Linked DNA regions of Rattus norvegicus: all the other regions are linked to region 1. The links are chromatin contacts, called in public Hi-C maps. All regions are on one chromosome and are shown on one strand. Each heading gives the region's core, a stretch centred on a gene start, on an enhancer-like site or on the middle of the called end of the contact. The rest is flanking DNA. Distances are from core to core; before and after follow the strand shown. Region 1 holds the start of Trim56 (tripartite motif containing 56). Region 2 holds the start of Cldn15 (claudin 15). Region 3 overlaps LOC100910802 (a long non-coding RNA gene).

Evidence for each region. Hi-C and Micro-C count contacts between places; a contact is called where the count stands out from the background.
Region 2: a contact with region 1 is called in a Hi-C map of the Rat2 cell line, with 4 times the contacts expected there. The contact joins the promoter of Cldn15 here to the promoter of Trim56 in region 1. A contact is called at or near these places in 2 of 12 Hi-C or Micro-C datasets (the A7r5 cell line and the Rat2 cell line).
Region 3: a Hi-C map of the A7r5 cell line shows a contact between it and region 1, with 5 times the contacts expected there. The contact joins the enhancer-like site here to the promoter of Trim56 in region 1. A contact is called at or near these places in 8 of 12 Hi-C or Micro-C datasets (the A7r5 cell line, the Rat2 cell line, Schwann cells and 5 more).

Annotation. Positions count from the first base shown.
Region 1 is chr12:25,191,470-25,195,240 of GRCr8, forward strand. Trim56 (tripartite motif containing 56) reads left to right here and starts at 1,839. Exons shown (of 3, transcript NM_001399685.1): 1 at 1,839-1,913; 2 at 3,290-3,418; 3 at 3,556-3,771. The coding sequence starts at 3,557. LOC120095911 (a long non-coding RNA gene) reads right to left here and starts at 1,757. Exons shown (of 3, transcript XR_010056732.1): 1 at 1,349-1,757.
Region 2 is chr12:25,341,178-25,344,959 of GRCr8, forward strand. Cldn15 (claudin 15) reads right to left here and starts at 2,448. Exons shown (of 5, transcript NM_001107135.3): 1 at 2,021-2,448. The coding sequence starts at 2,237.
Region 3 is chr12:25,383,907-25,387,623 of GRCr8, forward strand. LOC100910802 (a long non-coding RNA gene) reads right to left here. Exons shown (of 4, transcript NR_102359.1): 3 at 3,441-3,663. Among named protein-coding and RNA genes, the nearest start is that of Ift22, 20 kb to the right of the region's middle. Within about 2 kb of position 1,420, at least 8 of the 93 cell types and tissues checked have an H3K27ac peak or open chromatin away from gene starts, as enhancers often do. A contact at or near this core is called in the A7r5 cell line, where this site is marked.

The DNA of each region.
Region 1 (3,771 bases), core at 589-3,088:
GTGCTGGGGTAGACAAACTGACAAGGTAAAGCTATGGCTCACAAGACTCGCACAAGGGATTAAGCCAGTTTACAATACAAGGGTCTTCTCTGGCCCCTGAAAATCACAGTCAGACTGGGAGAGCAGAATGTACTGGATCCTGTCTTTTTAAGCCTCAAGCCCGGTTCATTGCTACCTTAACGTGTTTTAAAAGTTTAACTTGATTATTAATGTGTGTGGGCACACAAGTCCCATGGGCTAGGTGTGGAGGTCAGAGAACAACTATGGGAGTTCTGGGAATTGAACTCCGGGATCCTCAGGTTTGGTGGCAAGCCCCTTTATTCACTGAGCCCTATTGCCTCACAGCTATTTTAATGCTGTCATTTGAAATACCTCAAGCTGGCAACCTTCACAGCAAAGGTTTTAACTCTGCTGGAGTCCTTTGCTTTTCAGCTGGCAAGAGACTTTAACCAGGTCTGAGTGAGGGGCTCTTGTTGTCCGGTGCTAAGAAGCCCACATCCTTTTGTTTGTTTGTTTGAGACAGGGTCTCACGTATCTCAGACTGGCTGGAACTTGCTATATATTGAGGATGACCTTGAACTCCTGATCTTCCAGCCACTGCCTCCCAAGTGCTGGGGTTACACTTAGTTTATTGGGTGTTGTGGGTGGAATCCAGGGCTTTGTGCATGCCAGGCAAGCCTTCTACCAGTGTGAGCATATGGGATGAATCCGCCCCCATGTGACCTTGTCTTTCTATGCTGTCTGGCTTCTTCAGGCCTTCCCCTTAGAGTAGTAATTTTTTTCCCTAGGCCAAAAAATTCAAAAGATGTGGGTGGTGGCACGCACCTGTAACACCAACACTCAAGAGGCTGCGACAGAAGGATCTTGAATTTGAAGCTAGCCTAAGCTGCATAAGGAGACTTTGTCTAAATAAACACATAAGAAAAGGGCCAAAAACACAGTTTTTACTTAATGTATCGCTTTTACGCCTTCATGTTGCAGAAACTTGGGAGAAAAAAAAAAAAGAGAGAGGTAGACAGATTGCCAAGGGGAACCATGTTAAGTCAGGCAGCACCTGAATGGCTTCCTGTCCTCATTTTGATTGACTACCTAGTCTGTGGCACCCAACAATGTAGTCAGTTCCTCCCTTTACCATGTCCTGTCTGCCACAGTTCACAACGTCCCCTGTGATTCTTTTTGACAGACGGGATTCAGTAGCTCCCACGGGCCTTAAACTCGCTAAGTATCTGAGGCTAGCTAGCATGGAACCTCTCTGGTCTTCCTCCAGCTCCCCAGCGCAGGAATTACAGCTGTACCCCACCACCCCAGACTGAGGATTTCAGATCTCCTTCCTCCGTCCCCCACACACCTGTTGCTCTCAGAAAGTTCTTGTTCCGGGAAAACCGCAAAGCTGTGAGACCTCCTCAAACACATCTCTAGATAGAGCCTCCTGCAGGAAGACTGCGCTAACCCCTAGACGAGATGTTCTTATCTGGGGCTCACAGCTTCAACGGTTAGCAAAGGATCCTCCAGTAGCCTCGCCCACTGGCCAATCACCCACCTGTCATTCCTTGCCACACATAAACACCCTGACCCGATAAACATGCTCAGAGAACAGATTCTTGTCTTGTTTGCAACACTGTGAATACACTGACGCCCTGCCCTGTGGCCCCCAGACTTTCCTGCTGGAGGCGGGTCTGGCCTTACAGCCGGGGCCAGAGGGGAGGGAGGGTTCCAGGGTGGGGTGGGGAGGAAGGCGGGGCTTGCGCCCCAGAGTAGCTGTCCCGGGCCGGGGACGGAAGTTACACACCACCACAGTACGATTACTTTCAGTTTTGTTTCTCTTGCTGGTAGCCAACTGCCGGAGGCAGCGGCAGCGGGTTTTCGGGGCTCCCCGGGTCCCGCTGGGAGAATCCAAGATCTGCTGTGTCTGGGTAAGGGAAGCCGGGGGAGGCGGGTAGGGGTAAGAGCCAGAACCCAGAAAGACGAGGCTTGGGGGAGGGGAGAGAGGAAAGGGGAGGGAAGTGAGAAAGCCCGGGAGAGGGAAAGGAAGGGAGGGGGGAGAGGGCAGAGGGGACCTGGAAAGCTTAAGAGGACAAGCTTGGGGCCAGGCCTATCCCTCAACCTCCCACCTTGAGTCCGGAATCCTACACTCCCTGAGTGTAGGCAGCCGCACCCCCACCCCCACTCCGAGTTTTCTCTCCCTACACTGGGGGAAAAGTAAATCTCTCTCTCTCTCCCTCTCCCTCTCCCTCTCCCTCTCCCTCTCCCTCTCCCTCTCCCTCTCCCTCTCCCTCTCCCTCTCCCTCTCCCTCCCCCTCCCCCCCTCACCCTCACCCTCACCCTCACCCTCCCTCTCCCTCTTCCTCTCTCTCTCTCTCTCCAACCCCCTCTCTCCCTTTTTAAAAGAAAAGTCTCTCTGTAGGGCAGGCTCAGCCAGAACTCACTGTTGTAGCCCCAGGCTGTCCTGAAGCTCACTTTGTAACCCAGGCTAGCCCGTGTCAGGCTCCTGAGTGCTAGGATTCCACCAACTCTCCTTATTAAGTCGCCACAGTGCTGGGGACTAGTAGTACCTTTCCTCCAAACAACTCCAGAATGCATTTGGTAGGGAATGTTAAAATCAGAGGGCTCCAGGAGTCAGTCAGGCCAGATCTTCATGACCCCAAAGTCTAGCAAAAGGAAGGAAATGAGCCCCCCCCCCCCATCCTTCATCCTGATCAGTGATTACTTTCAAAACTAGTTGGGGCAGGAAGTAGGCTCCCCTCCCTCCTTCCCAGGACACCTTCTCAGACAGATGGACAGACAAAAGACTGCGGGACGCCGTCCGACATGGAAAAGCGGGGTGCTGTCATGCACCTGACCTAGGTGTCCTTCCTGGCTGCCCCTTTGAGCCCCAGTACCCACTCATAACAGGACCCCATGACCAAGATGAACGTGGTGGACCTTGCCTGTAATGTGAGCACTCGGGAAACTGAGGCAGGGGAAGCACAAGCTTGGACCTAGACCCTAGGGGTGTGGCTGACTTGGTAGAGAACTTGCCTAGCATGCAAGAAACTCCAGGTTCCTTCCCCAGTGCTACATAAACTGGGTGTTCTGTCACACACCTGTAATCCCAGGCCTCCGGGAGCAGAGGCAGGAAGTTCAGAAAGTCGGGGTCATCCTGGGCTACTTGGCAGCTTGAAGCCAGCCTGGGCTACATGAGCTGGGAAGGGCCTGGGCTATACCTACCTTTGGCCCATCCTGGTATGTTACTAATTAGATTACTCCATCTCTGAGGCCTGGGGGCTCCCTGGTCTCATTTTCCCCATAGGCTCAGCACTTCCTACCGTGTTCGCGTGTTTATGATCCGTGAGTGAAGGAGACAGACTGGAAGAAAGAAGGCCTTCCCTTAGTACCCAGTGCCTCTCACAACGCAAGCCAGAACTTACCAGACATCCAGGCGAGTGCGGACACCAGGAAAGGGGAGGGGAGGGACCAGGGTGAAGTGTGTTTGTGGGGAGCGGGAGAGGGGAAGAAACAAGCTAGGGGCATGGCCCGGTGACCTCTGACCTCTGACCTCTGCCCCTTCCCTTACAGTATGACCTCCAAAGTCTCTTCCCCAACCCTGCTGGAGGCACTGAGCAGCGATTTCCTAGCCTGTAAAATCTGCCTGGAGCAGTTACACACGCCCAAGACTCTGCCATGTCTACATACCTACTGCCAGGACTGTCTGGCCCAACTGGACATCGGTGGCCAGGTCCGCTGCCCCGAGTGTCGGGAGACTGTGCCTGTCCCCCCGGAAGGTGTGGCCGC
Region 2 (3,782 bases), core at 1,198-3,697, 150 kb after region 1:
TAACACTGGCCTAGACTCCTCCACTGAGAGACAGAGGGTAGCGCAGTGGTGGCATGCTCATTTAGTACAAATACAGTTCTTAGTTTAATCTCTGGTTAAACTAATTACTGGTTGTAATGGGGGGTGGTGGGGGAGATCCCTCTTGGGACTCAGCAGACCACAGAAGAATAACCTGGCCCTCAACTCTGACGCAGTAAATTGAAATCACAACTTCCTCTCCACTTCCCCTGCCTCTAGGCAGGCTGCTTAACTCTGCAGAGTGGTCCAGCTTTGACAAAATGAGGCAAACATGTAAACGCATCTGAAAAGCATAGATTGCATTACACGAAGGGTCATGTCCACATCGGAGGAAAAGCTAGGTATGGAGGTGCGCTCCCGTAATCCCAGCACTTGGGAGGCTGATGTAGGAGGATCTTTTTGAGTTCAGGACCAGCCTTGGCTATATGAGGTCGGAGATTGAATTACATAGCAACACCATGTCTCAAAACAATGTGTGTGTGCATGCGTGCGCGCGCGCGCGCACACACACACACACACACACACACACACACACACACACACACACACACACGGGCGCGCGCCCCAATCCAAACCAAAGAACATAACCCCTTCCATCGCCCCCCAGCAAACTCGAATGTGACTTTCCTCCAAGTTCTCTTACAGACGAAGAGCAGCTACACCATGTGAGGCCCCTTGGAGGTGGCCCAGGTCACAGCAGAATGCCCTCTGCACACCAGGGATGCAGCAGGCTGGTTGGGTGCTGAGTTGATTCTATGCATGGTCCCCTCTGGCCACTTACTGCCCTGTTTGTGACCCAGAATTGATGCAGCTTTTCCAAAGGTTTGGGTGTGGGGCACAGTCAGAGGTCCAAGCAGCTCGATACCTCAGGAGAGTTAGGGAAAGTGGAGATTCACTTAGATACAATATCTGCCCAGAGTATCTTCCAGATATGAGGCCATTTCACAGCATTCTGTTTCCCACCCTGGGCAGGTGTCAGATTCCCCTACCCACTCATCACCTGCAGCTGGGCGCCTAGAAAAGCAAGACCAGAATCTAGTGGCAGGAGCAACCAGAGAAGGTTCATGGTCATCGACTCATAGTTTTTGTAGCATGGGGAAGACTAGGACGTCTAGTGGATGCCGGCCAGAGAGGTGATGGTGTGGGCATACACATATAATCAGTTTGGGGAGCTACTGTTTGGCTTGGGTTGGTACATGTGTTGTGTATGTCTGGGGATCCCTTGGGGGAAATGACGGCAGTGGAAGGAGGGAAGTGTTGTGCAGGAGACCAAGAAAGGATCAGGAGAAGGTAGCAATTTGAGCCCAAGTTAAAGCTGCAGGCTGTAGCCATGTAAGACCATCCATCAAACAAAACAAAATAAAACAAAACAACAACAAAACACATTCTGAGTCCCAAACACACAATGCACGTCCACATAATCACTTCTCCAGCATCCATTTCAACTTCCTAGTAGCTCCCTTTTTCGTGCTAAGTCCAGAGCCCTCTGGAGTTCAGCAGGGCAGGTAGACCCCCAGACTGTAGCTGCTTGGGGAGCTACAGAGGTTGGCATTCAATGGACAAGAGAGAGTCTTGGTCTCACTCCTGCCAACTAAGCCAACCCTTCCCAGAGTGAACCACTAAGGTTCAGTCAACATCCCGTGTGCGCCTGCACTGCACGTTGCCTGGAAGCCTCGTGACCACCCGTGCACTGGCACCATGATTACTCTCAGCTTGTAGGTGGCGACTACCAAATTCATCCCATCACTTGCCTGAGGCCTAGAGCTAGCAAAGGCCTGAATCACATCTGGAAGCCTCTCTTAGCTGGTCGAGAATCACACATTAGGGAACCATGTGTAACACTCTCACCGGACTCATTTTGGGTCATGCAACACCCTTTGTTGGAGCTGTCCAGAACCAAGAGCTTCATCTGAAATCCTTGCCTCTACCCTTTCCTTGGGGATCTCTCCAACCTAAGCCCCCCAACCTCTCTCTGTCCCCTAGAGCCTCCCTCACCCCATACCAGAGAGGGCCAGCATGGACGGGAAGTCCCAGCAGTTGGAGACTCCCAGGGAGTCGGTGGCACAGCTGTACCACAGGTTCTCGAAGATGGTGTTAGTGGTGATGACGTTCCCATGGACGGTAGACACTCTCCAGTAGCTGTTTGGAAGGGTCACCCCCAGCATCAGCAGTCCCAGGGCTGACATGAAGAAACCAAAGGTCTCCACAGCTATCGACATGCTGGGATGCAGGTCCCGCAAGGGGGCTTGAGCCCCAGGGATTGGGATAGAGGTGGCTCCTCCAGGTGAGATGCTAAGGAAGACTGAGGAGGGAGAAGGTTGAAGGGAAGCTCATCCAGCTGCGGTTCTTGTCTGCTGTCTTCTGGAGGTCAGGTCTGATTGCTTCTGCCCGGTCTCTGGGAGGCTCTGCTTCCTGGCAGGTCAGAGGAATGAGCCAAGCCTGCTCCGCTCTGCAGCTGTTGGCTGTGATGGAGGGAAGAGACGGGCCAAAAGTCCACCCCCTCCCCCGGCCTCCGGCCTAGCCCAGGACTCCCCGCCCTAGGAGTGGGGAGGTTGGACTTACTGGGAGACTTATGGATACAGCCAAGGAGCAGCCCCCAAGGGAGGCATTAGGAATCCAGGGGAAGTAGCCTGTCTCTGACTCAGCTGTCACCAGGGTCAGGGAATGAAATTAGAGGGACAAAGAGTTTTAGTACCCAAAAGACCAGAGTGTCTAGAGAAGAAAACTTCCTTCCACCAGGCCCACCACAGCCTTCCACGACGAGCAACCTAGGATGCTGAAGACCCTACAGATGGGACACATAAATCTCCAGGGACCATCAAGTTTGAGTTGGGGGTGACAGGACCTCTCAGACCCTGCCAACCTGGCTCCCACTGGACTCCAGATATCATAGGGCCCTGGGCTTTAGTCTCTGGCTGTTGGCTTTGTTGACACAACCATTATTGGCTTTGGGGTTGTAATGGGAGTTGGGACCACAGATCATAGCTCCTGGGCACACTCCCATGGCTCTATCGGTTGCTTGGATTTAAATGCTGCAGGGCTGAGGTGAGGCCACCGAATACTACTTTCCTCCAAACTTCCTGAACTTGAATTGCCCCTCCGGCTGACCTTTGACTCTTCGGCACTTGAGTTTGATCTTCCTGCCAAGGGGCCAGGGGCCCAGGGTGGGGGGCTGATTATAAGTCTAAGGCATGGTTCTGGCTAATCTCTCTACCTGTCCACTTATTGGGAACCATTACCAGCTCTATTAATTATGATAACTGGAAACCTCTGGGTTCCCCACCCCAACCCTAGCCAAGCACCTGTCTGAACACACATTCCCTTCTTGGCTGCTTCCTGGTCTTGCTTGGCAAGTTGGCCCTAGGCTCCCTTTCCTGAGTGTGCGAGCCACGACTCTGCCCACTGTGGGTCCCCATCCCCTTTTTCTGAATGCAGCTTCTCCATGTTCCCCTCAGGTACCTCCTCCCACCCCTCAGCCAGCCTGCCAGGGGCTGTGGAATGACAAGAATGCAGGGAAGCCAAACAGGCCCACGCAGAGCCTGGCACAGGGGTGTGGGGTGAGCTCTGTGAGATCTCTGCCTCCCACCCCACAGGCTGGGACTGGGGTATCCTGTGCCCAACAACCCCCATCACCCCTGCCATCTCCACAGCTTCCGCTCTCACCCTACGTCATCCATGTCCCCCGAAAGGAGAAAGACGGGGCAGAGGAAGGGGAGGGGGAAGGAAGACAAAGGGAGGGAAGGGCGGAGGTTTTTGGAGGAAGC
Region 3 (3,717 bases), core at 170-2,669, 190 kb after region 1:
CACCCTCTCTCTCCAGGACTTCTTCATTATGTCTATCTGTCTGTCTGTCTGTCTGTCTGTCTGTCCTGGAACTCCCTATGCAGATCAGAATTGCTCACAGAGATCTACCTACCTATCTCACAGCACGAACCCTCCTGCCTAACTCTCAGGGTGGTTTCTTTTTTTTTTTTTTTTTTGGAGCTGGGGACCGAACCCAGGGCCTTGCGTTTGCTAGGCAAGCGCTCTACCACTGAGCTAAATCCCCAACCCCCTCAGTGGTTTCTTATAGGTACAGAGAGCAAGCTGAGCTAGGAGTGGCTCAGGGTGACCTGGATAAAACACTCAGTGGTTTCTGTCCCCTGGAGGAGGCTCAGAAGGGAGAGAGAAGCAGGTGTCTCAGCTGCCGGTTAAAGCAGGCTTTGTAAGGGACATTCATGGACAAATATCGCCCTCTTGTGGTTGAGAGCAGCATTGCCCAGAAGAGCAAGACGGCCTGCTGATAAAAACAGGCAAGGGGTCTTTTCTAGGAATCCCATGGCAGGGCTGTATGGCTCTAACGGCTGGAGAATTGTCTTTTAAGAGTGGTCAATGGGGAAAATATATAAACATACACATGCACATTCATTTAGTCAGCAAGTGTTCCACAGGTAATCAAATGTCACCCATGACTCTTGTAGATAGCAATCTAAAGTTTTCTCACACTAATGTTTTTACTTTTGCTAACGACAGGGAAAATGTAATACAAAAGTTAAAAAGAACAAAAATGGGCCGGTGAGATGGCTCATCGAGTAAAGATGCTTGCTGTGAACAGTCTGACAACCTGAGTTTGATCCCAGGGCCCACAGTAGAAATAGCCAACTCAGGAAAGCTGGCATATGCAAGCCTGCAGACACACACACACACACACACACACACACACACCTCCCAAACATACAGCAATAAGAAGAGGGGTGCCCAGGGCTGCTGCAGTGAGCCGATGCAGACAGTGAACCACCATTCTAGTAGTTTCCAGTTTCCTTCCACACCAGGCTGGTCACAAAGCTTCATGGAGGTTGGGACTCCTAGTCCTCTTTGGTTAGTTCCTTGGGTCCCTTCACCTCACACACCTGTTCAGGGGAAGGGAGGCCTTTACTATATGGTCTCTGTGAGTTCCAGGACAGCCAGGGCTACAGAGAAATCCTGTCCCCGCAAAAAGAAAAAAAAAGTGCCATTGCAAAAATGTGTGTGTGTGTGTGTGTGTGTGTGTGTGTGAGAGAGAGAGAGAGAGAGAGAGAGAGAGAAAGAGAGAGAGAGAGAGAGAGAGAGAGAGAGAGACAGAGACAGAGAGACAGAGACATATAAAAACACATAAACAAGGGCTAAATCGAAACAGGCTTGCCCAAGCTCAGCTGTACACCGAGACTCAGTCTAGATTAGGAAGGTGAGTCAGAGTCTCATCACGCCTGCAGGAGCCTGGAGCCAAGGCCAGGCTTCCACACCCAACCCATGCTAGCCTCGATCAGCGTATCAGCATGGTCATTCAGAGGCCATCTTCTTGGATCAAAGGGCTTGAGTCAAACTTCCATCTACGTGGCCTAGCAGTGGCACAGGGCCAGTACTACAAGGGACAGGGACTTCTGATGCTTGGAGTCCTGTCACCCGAGGTCTCGGGTCTATGGCATCTCCCATGCAACTGAGTCCTTAGGGGAATCGTTGGCTTCTTCTCTTCTCTTCTCTCCTCTCCCCTCCCAGCCTCTGCCCTCCCCTCTCCTACTCTCCCCTGCTCTCTTCTCCTCTCTTCTCTTCTCATTATTTGGCCCAGGCAGGCCTTGAACTTGTGGTCTTCCTACTTCAGTTGTCTTGAGTTCTGTGATTACAAGTGTATGCCATCATGCCTGGCTTCCAGTAATCTTTTTCTCTCTCTTCCTCCTCCTCCTCCTTCTTCTTCTGCTCCTCCTCCTTCTTCCTCCTCCTTCCTCCCTTCCTCCTCCTCTTTCGTTTCCTTCAGAGTCACACTATGCCACTCACACTTGAACTCACAGAGATCTACCTTCCTCTGTCTCCCATGTGCTGGGACTGCAAGAGTGCACAGCGCCCAGCTCTGCGCGTCCAGCACTGGCTATGGTCTCTCTCTGAAAGCCTCCTGTGGAATAGGTGCAGCTTCGGGTCAAGCCTATGATGAACCTGGAAGACTGCAGACTCCGAGTGGGGTGTTCCAGGGACTGATCACAACGTGGGATTTCCACGTGATAGCACCTGTGGCTTACTCCCAGGTGTGGTTTTCTCCCGGGTCAGAGAGCAGTAGGGGGAGAAGACTTCCCACACTCTGTGGAATTACTGAGGTGTCCTCACATTCTGAATGAGCCATCCCTGGCTTATGCTGCTGTTTTTAGATCTATTTTTATATGTTATGTGTGTGGGTAGGCAGGCCACATGAGTGCTGGTGTTTGAGAAAACCAGAGGAGGGCATCAGAGTGGCTGTGAGCTGCTCAAAGTGGGTGCTAGAAACCAAATTCAGGGTCTCTGCAAGAACAGGAAGTGCTCTGCACGGCCAAACCATCTATCTCTCCAGCACCTCGTGGTGCTACACTGAAGGCTGTGGAGTTTTTAGTGGGAAGGGCCCAGTCTGTGGAAGTAGGTTACTCTGGGCAGGCCTTCGAGGATTATCCTCACATCTGGTCCCCGTCTATTCTGTCCCTTCCTTATCTGCCACTATGTGAGAAGTCTTTGCCACACACTCCTGCTGCTGTGAGCACCGCTGTGTCCTTCCTGGTATGAAGGGCTGAAGCCTCAGAGCCAGTGGCTCTCAACCTTCCTAGTGCTATGACCTTTAAAACAGTTCCTCGTGGTGTGCTGACTCACCCTGGACCATAAAGTTATTCTCATCGCTACTTCATAACTGTAATTTTGCTACTGTTATGGATCATAACTTAAATATCTGTGTTTCTTGATGGTCTTAGTTGACCCCTGTGAAAGGGTCATTTGACCCAAGGGTTCACGACCCACAGGTTGAGAACTGCTGCTCTAAACCACGAGGCTGGAAAAAACTCTTCCTTTCGTTGGCTGCTTTCTGTCAGATAGTATATCTTTAAACTCTCTTTCTTTCTTTCTTTCTCTCTGTGTGTGTGTGTGACCTCAAAGGCATGGAAAGGGCGTCAGTCCTTTGGAGCTGGAGTTATACGTGGTTGTAAACTAGCTAGTGTGGAAATCAAACTTGGGTCCTCTGAAGTGCTCTTAACCACTGAGCTATCCTGCCAGCCCTGTCAGGGATTTTGGCTCTGGGGATGAAGGAAGTAATTCACACTCATGGCTCAGTGTTCTCTCTCCCAGGCAGTGGAGGAGCAGCACTACTAAGGGCGTCTCCTGTCTGGTGGCAGGCAAGCCATCCAACAGAACCTGCATGCTTACACAGAAGGCCTCTGTCAGACCCTCTAATGCACACACGTCACACAATGGCTCTTCCGACTGGACAAGGGACTCACCTGGACTGTAGGCTGGGATGATCTGTGTCCTTCAGAGTTCTTCCCTCTTCTTTCCTGCTTGGAGCTAGCTTTCCCTCCAGGAGTTCCCGAGGCCAACGGAAGGTGGATGAACATGCTGAGGTGTTCTTTCTTTGGCATGGGCGCCGCAAGACTTCCCCAGAGGGGCTGTGTGAGGTCGCTTCACAGGATTAACTTGCAGACCACTGCCAAGGTGAGGTGAACTCTTAAAAACATCGAAGATTCAAATGTGGTCCTGTTACCTCAATGAAAAGGTTCA